Linked DNA regions of Hordeum vulgare: regions 2 and 3 are each linked to region 1. A link is a contact called in public Hi-C and HiChIP or PLAC-seq data. All regions are on one chromosome and are shown on one strand. Each heading gives the region's core, a stretch centred on a gene start, on an enhancer-like site or on the middle of the called end of the contact. The rest is flanking DNA. Distances are from core to core; before and after follow the strand shown. Region 1 holds the start of LOC123448782 (SNF1-related protein kinase regulatory subunit beta-1-like). Region 2 holds the start of LOC123448781 (calmodulin-1). Region 3 holds the start of LOC123448779 (CBL-interacting protein kinase 31).

Region 1 (2,700 bases), core at 32-2,531:
CAAATCCAATCTTCAGCCATAATAATAGAAAACAATATACAACAGATCCCCCGCTCTAATTGAACAAATTAATCCGGTATTTTTTCCTTCGATGCTTAGACACGACTTGAAGTACGGCTGTATATCAAGTATTAATTTCATTTTGGAAAGCATCTAAATTCATGGTCTGGAAACAAGCATCAGTGTCGATATGAACCAGAGCCCTAACAGAAAGCTCATAAATCCCTTGGACAGCCTACACGGAGACATCATTCTCATGACTAACTTACAATCACCATTACAGTACCTAAACTAACTATTGGGCAAGGGGCAAACGAAAATTCTAGAACTAACCAATCTACTTCATGTTAAATTTTAATCAGAAGAGCAAAACCCATAAAACGTCTGTACAATCAAACGGTCATTCAACAATTTGCACATAATAAAACCTCCCTGTTTAGCCACATGGTTTTTTAACTGTCCAAGTAGCATAGCTTATTCTGAAACGGTTTGCTGCTTAGGAGAAAACAATCAAGCTCGCACAAACGAATGCCAAAGTGAAACTCGGCAAGATAAACACCACTGGTGTGTTCCTGCATTGTAATTACAATCAATAATACTAAGACGAACTAGCAGCAAGTAGGCTCGCGCTTATTTGCTCTATTGTCACGCAAGGAGCAAACAGTTTATCCACAGGAAGAACAGCATTAGCTAAAGTGAATTTGGAGAACACCGAGCCATTTCCAGATCGCGACGACTCCTCGCGTTGGGACCCTAAGCCAACCAACCAACCAACCAACCAACCAAATCAGTCGAACCTCCACATCTCGAGATCACATACGAGCACCAGCAGGGGCGAAACTAGGCATCCGACCCGAACTGAACTCTGTACCTGTAGAGCGAGCAACGAAACGGAGAAGTGGGCGCGGGATCTGGTGATCTGACCTGGGGCACGAACATCCGCGGCGAGAGGGAGCGGCCGGGACTCCCGGGCGGCGATCCGGGACCGCCGCTGGCACCCACGACGCCCACCGAGCAGGCACGGCGCACGTTGTTGGCGCCCCCGCCGTAGGGAGGGAAGCCGCCGCGGGCCGAGGAGTCCTCGACGTCGACGTCGGCGGCGTCGGCTTCCCCGGGCGCGGCGGCGTCCTCCTCCCTGCCGCTGGCGTTGCCCATGGCCTCCTTCCCTCCTCCTCCTCCTCCTACCCCCGCCCCCGCGGCGGCGAAATCACGGAAGTGCCACTCACTGCGTTGTGGCGCTGCTGTTGCGCGAGGGGGCAAGGAAGACGAGCGAGAAGGAAAGGGAGGGATGGCTGCGCCCGTTTGGTCGTGTAATTAAGCGCGTGCCGCTGCCCCTTGCCCGGGAAGCGTGGCGGCACCCGTGCACCCGGTGCTCGTGGGTTGCACAGTCACCGTCCCGTCGGCCCCACGTGGCCCGCCTGCTGGTCGGTGCAGGAGGGTGTAGCGCACGGAGGGCCGTGTTTGGTGATGTGTACGTGACGTGGAGCCGGGGCCCTGGTCACGGCGCGCACGTTCGGACGGACGTTGGGTTGGATGATGGAGAGAGAGGAGCCTATACCTGGGTCGGGCGCCGGCTCCCGGGACCCGGAATCCGGCATCCATCGCTGCGATCTCGTTGGCGTGTTGTCTCGCGAATCCTTTGCGTTGAAGAATAAGAATCGTGAAAGGGATGGGTTCGTGTCGAGGAACACGGTAGGTGAAAGGATTAGCCTTGTCACGGTTGCCATTCGTGAGTATCAGCCAAATTCCAGTGTTTGTCGTGCGATCCATCTCTAGCAACAAGAAAATGTGTTGTGGGCGCGGCGTGCCTTGACACGGAAATGGTAGTGCTCCACATCAACGTGCGATCCATCTCTAGCAACACTACTCTACTCAATTCCTTTTGTTAGACTCAATTCCTTATGTTAAGAATAGATTAATTGCTTATTAATTAAGCTAATTATAAGTAAATTAATCGTTAGATAGGTTGCTTGGTTCTCAAACAAACAATCATGTATCTTACATTTTTAATAAGTTGGTCACAATTCTTTCCACATGCACAAGGTTCACATCATCTTGCATGCCACATTATTCAAAATGTCCACGTCATGATGCATGCCAAATAATTCATACCCACTACTACTAATTCTTTTAGCATGCAGCCAGTTCACATCAGCGTAGATGACGCATCAGCAAGACGGTGTCTTTTTCACCATCAAGCCGTGGCACGAGGACGACCATGATGTATCCGAGGACTTCATGCTCCACGCCCGCATCATCATTGAGAAGATGCCTATGGAGATGTGGTCCCTCAACGGGGCAGCAAGGGTGCTCGGCGACAAGTGCATCATCGACCGCCTCGACACTCGCACCCGCGAGCACGGCCACACGAAGACGTTCGCTTGTTGGATGTGGGTGTGGGATGTGGCGTTCATCCCCACCACGCACATCATCTGGCGGACAACGCAGGATGTTGGGCGCGTCGAGGTCGTGCCCGGCTTCTCGCCACCAAGCAGGGAAGTGGGACCCCCTCCTCGTGTCTGGTGCCACGACATGCTCATCCACGTCGACCGCGTGGAGGACTGGTCACCCCTCTCGTCGCGCTCGTCGCATTCTACGCAAAGTGGTCTACCCTCCTCAGGGGTCCGACGATGGGCGATTGGTCCCGGAGGTCTAGCCGGGCCACTGGACCATGCATGTCGAGGATGGCCAGGGGCACGG
Region 2 (2,700 bases), core at 39-2,538, 440 kb before region 1:
CTCCGTTGGGTTCTGCCCCAGCGAACGCATGACTGTTCCCAGCTCCTTAGTTGTGATGCAACCTGTCCAGCACACAACGGCAATTTCAGGTACGTTTCTGACTGAGTCGGTAATCACATCTTCATATCCAGAGTGAGCATCATAACCAAACAAAAAAGTTAATCAGACATGCACGCATGAAGCAACCACCATGTACAATGGATCAAACTCGCAACGTCTCTGTACTATTACAGAGATCAATTACTGTGGTACATACAGAGATCAAACCACGCTGTTACAACAACTGGTTCAAGTCTTACTCCATATGCATCAAAGGCCAAAACTAAAGTCTGAGCAGGTCCAAAATCAATTAGTACCACTTGATCAGCCCCATCCAACACCAAAGGATTCTCCCTGGTGCTAAAATTGTACTACTACGTACTAGTATCATATAGCTGGATCTGGGTTTCAACCCCCTAAGAATTTCCAACAGATCTGCAGATACGATCCATAATGAAAGCAGCATACAAAGGGGATGGTACTAGCAGACCCGTTGCCCCTGCCATGGCCAAGTTCAACCTATAGCATCTGACATTGGACATTGGACGGCCCTGACTACTCCACATCCGGGTAGGATCTAGCGCTTCGCCACATCTGGATCCGAGACGAGGTCAAATCTGACGTGACCCAATCACATCGATTTGATGACATAATTTCCACAGCAGTTACTACGCGAGATAGTGACCCGCAGCCGTGCACTAGACGGCAGTACAGAGTACGGCAGGGCGGTGGCATGCCGCGCCGCGATTTGCCTTTGCTTTCGACGCAGTATGTGCGATCCTTAATCTGGCATTCCGGCTACTGGACGCCTGGGCATAAATTTTCAGTCTCTAGCCATCTAATGTAACACATAAGATGTCCCTAACTCCCAATTCTATGCTAGATCAAAGAGAGAGAGTAGACATCGATGATGAAATGGTGTTCTTGTTTCTTCGTTAACGGGAAGCGAAGAGAATCCAGACTGAGACGGATCACAGCATAAGTAGGAGAAAACACACCATGTTTCTATGAGGGGGACAAGAAAACAAGGAGTTACAGAAATTACTTACCGTCGCCGTCCTTGTCGAATAGGCTGAAGGCTTCCTTGAACTCGGCGATCTGGTCGTCGGTGAGTTGGTCCGCCATGATGCAACCTTCTCAGGCTCTTCCTTCTCGGCTTCTCGCGGCGAGCACTGGAGGTGGAGGAGAGAGGGGGGTGGGGGGTCTCTTGTTTGACCGTACGGGCGGGGGAGAGGAGGAAGGAGGGGGGGCCGGGAGCGATTTGTGGCCTCGCGTCGGGGAATTTTGCCGGGCTTTATGCGCGCCCGCACCCCGTCCGGTCCGTTCCGCCGTCCACGCCCCCGTTAACGTCGCGGGGCGAATTACTCCAACTGCCCTCCTTGCCTTATATATTCAAACAAAGCCATTTTTACATTTTTTTTTGCGGAAGAAAGCCATTTTTACATGTAATGCTAGTAGAATGTTCATGCGTTGTTACGGATCTTTTAATATATTTCTTTGATAGCATATTGAAAGATAATGCATTTCGAATTTTACATGTATAGAAAATATTTCAAGCAACAGTCGATAAGTGTACTTGATGCAATGTATTTCCGTTTTCCCACTTCACCTGCATCTCCATTATTTCTTTTTAGTTGCAATGTATTAAAAATTTAATTTGACAACATATGCATGAAGAACATAAAATCATATACTCCCATCGTTTTTAAATATATATTTTTATATTTCAATACATACTATATACAGAACAAAATAAGTAAATCAACATTCTGAAATATGTCTAGATACATATGTATGCATGTAGTTTGTATAGAAATCTTTATAAAAAATTATATTTAAAAATGAAGGAAGTACATAATAACCCAACATATTTTTGTAATGGATAAACTATTATTATCTTGAATGTAAAAATGATAAAATAATTGCAGGCATGTTGAATATGAAAATAAAATAGATAAATATACTTGTGCGTGCTCGTTGGAATATCAGCCAGTAGAGAATATAAGTTGTGAAATGCTATTTCAAGTGCATTATTGGAGTTTCTTGAAAATCTCAGTAATTTCAGTATCTCATAGCTTTATTCTTTATCGAATGCGATGTAGAGGATGAGTCCAAAATATATACTCCATCCATTCTTAAATATAAGGCTTTTTAAAGATTCCAGTATGAATCACATAAGGATGCATATAGACATATTTAAAATACTCATTTTGTTTCATATATAGTTTGTAATAGATCTTTAAAAAGACTTGTATTTAAAAACGAATGGAGTATATGGTATGCATGTTTTTTACGGTGGACAAGAAAAACTGGTCAATGAATGTATACGAACGCAAAATCTGCATACATTGGCTAGCCGCTAGATGCAAGCGCGTGACCACCTTGAGCTGAGTGGGTCGCATCATATTTTTCTTTGAGTGGAGTGAGTCGCATCCCGCTTTGTAGCAACGTAGGACATTCTCTAGATCACTTGTTTGGCTATTCTCTTTAAAAGATTTTTTGCTATTTCTAGAATATTTGACACTTCTCTCATTGCATAATAGTCACACCTCTCGGTTCACAAGGGAAAAGGGAAAATAAGCTATTCCTCTTTATTCCGAATAAATAAATTGCCTTCCTCAAAAAGGAAAAGCTATTCCTCACCTCTCACCACACAGACGC
Region 3 (2,700 bases), core at 99-2,598, 500 kb before region 1:
TATGAGATGGTATTGACACGCATAAAAAAATGACTATTGGTATCGATTCGTTACATGATGTCCAAGTGTGGTAGTGTCCTGCAATTATCTCCAGCTTACGGTATGTACCGGCCGGGTTTCTATACCAAGGCAATTTAATTTACTTGCGCTTAATTTATTCGTGTGTGAGATCTCCCGCCAAATATGTTGCGCGCGTCAGATGGCCGGGGTTTCCCTGTCATGTGGACGTGTCACGCCTCGCCTGCTCATAAGATCACATTTCCACATCGAAGCAGGCAGGATATTAACTGCCATCGACATTAGCCAGAGGTCGCGAAACTTCAATCGGTGGTTGTGCCGTCGCTCCTTTTGTTTGCCCCCCTCGTGTTTCCAGCGGCCGCAACCAAAAACAGTAAGGTGGGGGGGTGCCAGCATCTTAATTCGAAATTAGTAGTACGTGGCCATGTACAGTATCAGGCCGTGAAGAAAGTTGTCATGCCAAACACAGCTCGTGTCTTGTAATTTATCTCTGCACGTAACACATACCGGTGACCAGAAAGCCCACGGAGAATGGTAGAATATTGTTCCCACGCCAAACAGGTGGGTTTTGTTTTCTCAAACAGCAGGCCCAAACTGGTGCGGATATACTCCCCTCGTGTAAAAGTATTATATTCCCTACAACGGCATATACTACGTGCAAAGTTGTATATGCATAGTTAAAGATTATCACGATAGCAAAAATGACCAGTGACCAAGATTATCGTTCAAATCAGCTGGCCATTCCAGTTGGTCCGCTATTAAAACCTCTTAAGAAAATTATATTTAAAAACGGAAGAAGTATTACAGTTAATTTTGTATACGGGGGCGAATTCGCAAGGCTTGAAGATTCATATAGCATGTAGCAGTACTAGAGAGTAGAGAAGAGAGTTGCGCTGCATAGCTCTGATAAGAGCACAACCTTATCCACGTACCCTGGTCTGATTCTGGTCTCTGGTGCACACAACGTTCTTCATGGAGTATGTTGAAAATACCACTAGTGCTAGCAGGATCTTTTTTCTTTTTCGAGTAGAATCGAAAAGCAGCAGTAGAACGAAGGGGACGAAAAGGATAGGCCATGCACATGCAGTGCAGTGCAGGTGCAGGTGCAGCCCTTGGGAACTGAAAGAGGTGGCAAGGCAGCGTCGGCAATCAAACTTACGTACGCCAGCAGCGGCTGCTCTGCTCGCATCCATCCCGATCCCATGTCCTTTTCTCGTGGTGGTGCTCCTCCTGCCCAGGCCCAGCTAGCTATGCGAGTACGTACGTGTCAGTGTCACCCCCCCACCTCCTCCCTCCCTCCCTCCCTCCTTATTTATCCCTCTTCCTCCTCTGCATCCACAGCAACAGCATCCTCTTCCTCCTCAGACCAACCCTCGCTAGCTCCTAGCTGCATCTGCTGCCAAGCTCCACCTGCTGTCTGCTACCTCGTCGGGTTGAAGGTAAGGCCCCTGAATCTGTTCCCTACCGTGCCGGTGTGAGAATTTTGCATTTTCTTGTGCTACTCGGGGACCTACATACAGCTCTGATCTGGAATTTCCGGCTCATTATCACCACTCATTTCTCTTTCTGCTCTTCATTTGAGCAGCACACACACTTTTTTAAGCTAGGATTATCTACCTTGCTCCAGAAAGTACATGTCTGTAAACTGCTTTCTGGAAAACTCCATCTTAGGTGACTGTGTCGGGTAGGATCATTCATAGGTTACCAACTGGAGATTCTTCCTGTACTGTGTGACCTCCATGTACTTTTCATGATTTTTTCGCCTTTCGGCCGCAGGCACATGTCCCTGGTTTAGCTTGGGATGATGCATCTTATTCTCATGGTCTTCGCCACCTTTTTTTTTTGTAGATACTCCGTATGTCTTTGCCACCTTTTATATTAGTAAAGTCAAAGTGGGTTGAGTGTTTTGGACTAGTCTGGTCATTTTATATTGATGAAGATGATCAGGTGTTGTTTAGTGTTCCTGGATCCTGAGATCTTTAGGATCTACGCTACTTCTACTGTTTTTCCTTTTATCCCTTTTGGGAAAAGATGGTAAAGGCTGCCTCATGATAAAATATGGCACAAGCCAAATTCATAGTGTCCAAAGCCTGATTTGATTGCGCAACTGCAGGTCGTCCAAGAGCATTTTGAAGGTTGACAGTAACCTTCGGTTGTGGGAAGATGTATCGGGCCAAGAGAGCCGCATTGTCACCAAAGGTGAAGCGCCGTGTCGGCAAGTATGAGCTCGGCCGCACCATCGGGGAAGGGACATTTGCAAAGGTCAGGTTCGCAAAGAACACTGAAACTATGGAGCCTGTTGCTATCAAAATCCTCGACAAGGAGAAGGTTCAGAAGCTCAGATTGGTTGAACAGGTCATTATCACACAGTTTCCTCATATTCCTGTTATCTGAACATATCATATACTCCCTCCGTTTCTAAATATAAGTCTTTTAAGACATTTCACTAGGGGTCTACATACGAAGCAAAATGAATGAATCTATACTTTAAAACATGTCTATATACATTCGTACATAGTCCGTTAGTGAAATCTCTAGAAAGACTTATATTTAGGAACGGAGGGAGTAATAGATCAGACCAGACCATAAGATGCACGTGGTAACAATTTAAAGTTCAGTCAACCATATCATCTTTCATGAATACCACTACTCCCTCCGTTCACTTTTGTAAGACGTTTTAGA

What was found. A called contact is a pair of places that touch in the nucleus more often than the background predicts. HiChIP or PLAC-seq counts read pairs in DNA pulled down with a chosen protein or histone mark.
Region 2: a Hi-C map of seedling shows a contact between it and region 1, with 4 times the contacts expected there. The contact joins the promoter of LOC123448781 here to the promoter of LOC123448782 in region 1. A contact is called at or near these places in 1 of 6 Hi-C or Micro-C datasets (seedling) and 1 of 1 datasets of contacts at active chromatin or transcription factors (embryo).
Region 3: an H3K4me3 HiChIP or PLAC-seq map of embryo shows a contact between it and region 1, with 9 times the contacts expected there. The contact joins the promoter of LOC123448779 here to the promoter of LOC123448782 in region 1. A contact is called at or near these places in 1 of 6 Hi-C or Micro-C datasets (seedling) and 1 of 1 datasets of contacts at active chromatin or transcription factors (embryo).

The regions. Positions count from the first base shown.
Region 1 is chr4H:414,215,643-414,218,342 of MorexV3_pseudomolecules_assembly, forward strand. LOC123448782 (SNF1-related protein kinase regulatory subunit beta-1-like) reads right to left here and starts at 1,282. Exons shown (of 4, transcript XM_045125785.1): 1 at 925-1,282. The coding sequence starts at 1,155.
Region 2 is chr4H:413,772,215-413,774,914 of MorexV3_pseudomolecules_assembly, forward strand. It overlaps LOC123448781 (calmodulin-1), which reads right to left and starts at 1,289. Exons shown (of 2, transcript XM_045125784.1): 1 at 1,089-1,289; 2 at 1-62. The coding sequence starts at 1,164.
Region 3 is chr4H:413,713,910-413,716,609 of MorexV3_pseudomolecules_assembly, forward strand. It overlaps LOC123448779 (CBL-interacting protein kinase 31), which reads left to right and starts at 1,349. Exons shown (of 15, transcript XM_045125782.1): 1 at 1,349-1,457; 2 at 2,132-2,373. The coding sequence starts at 2,182.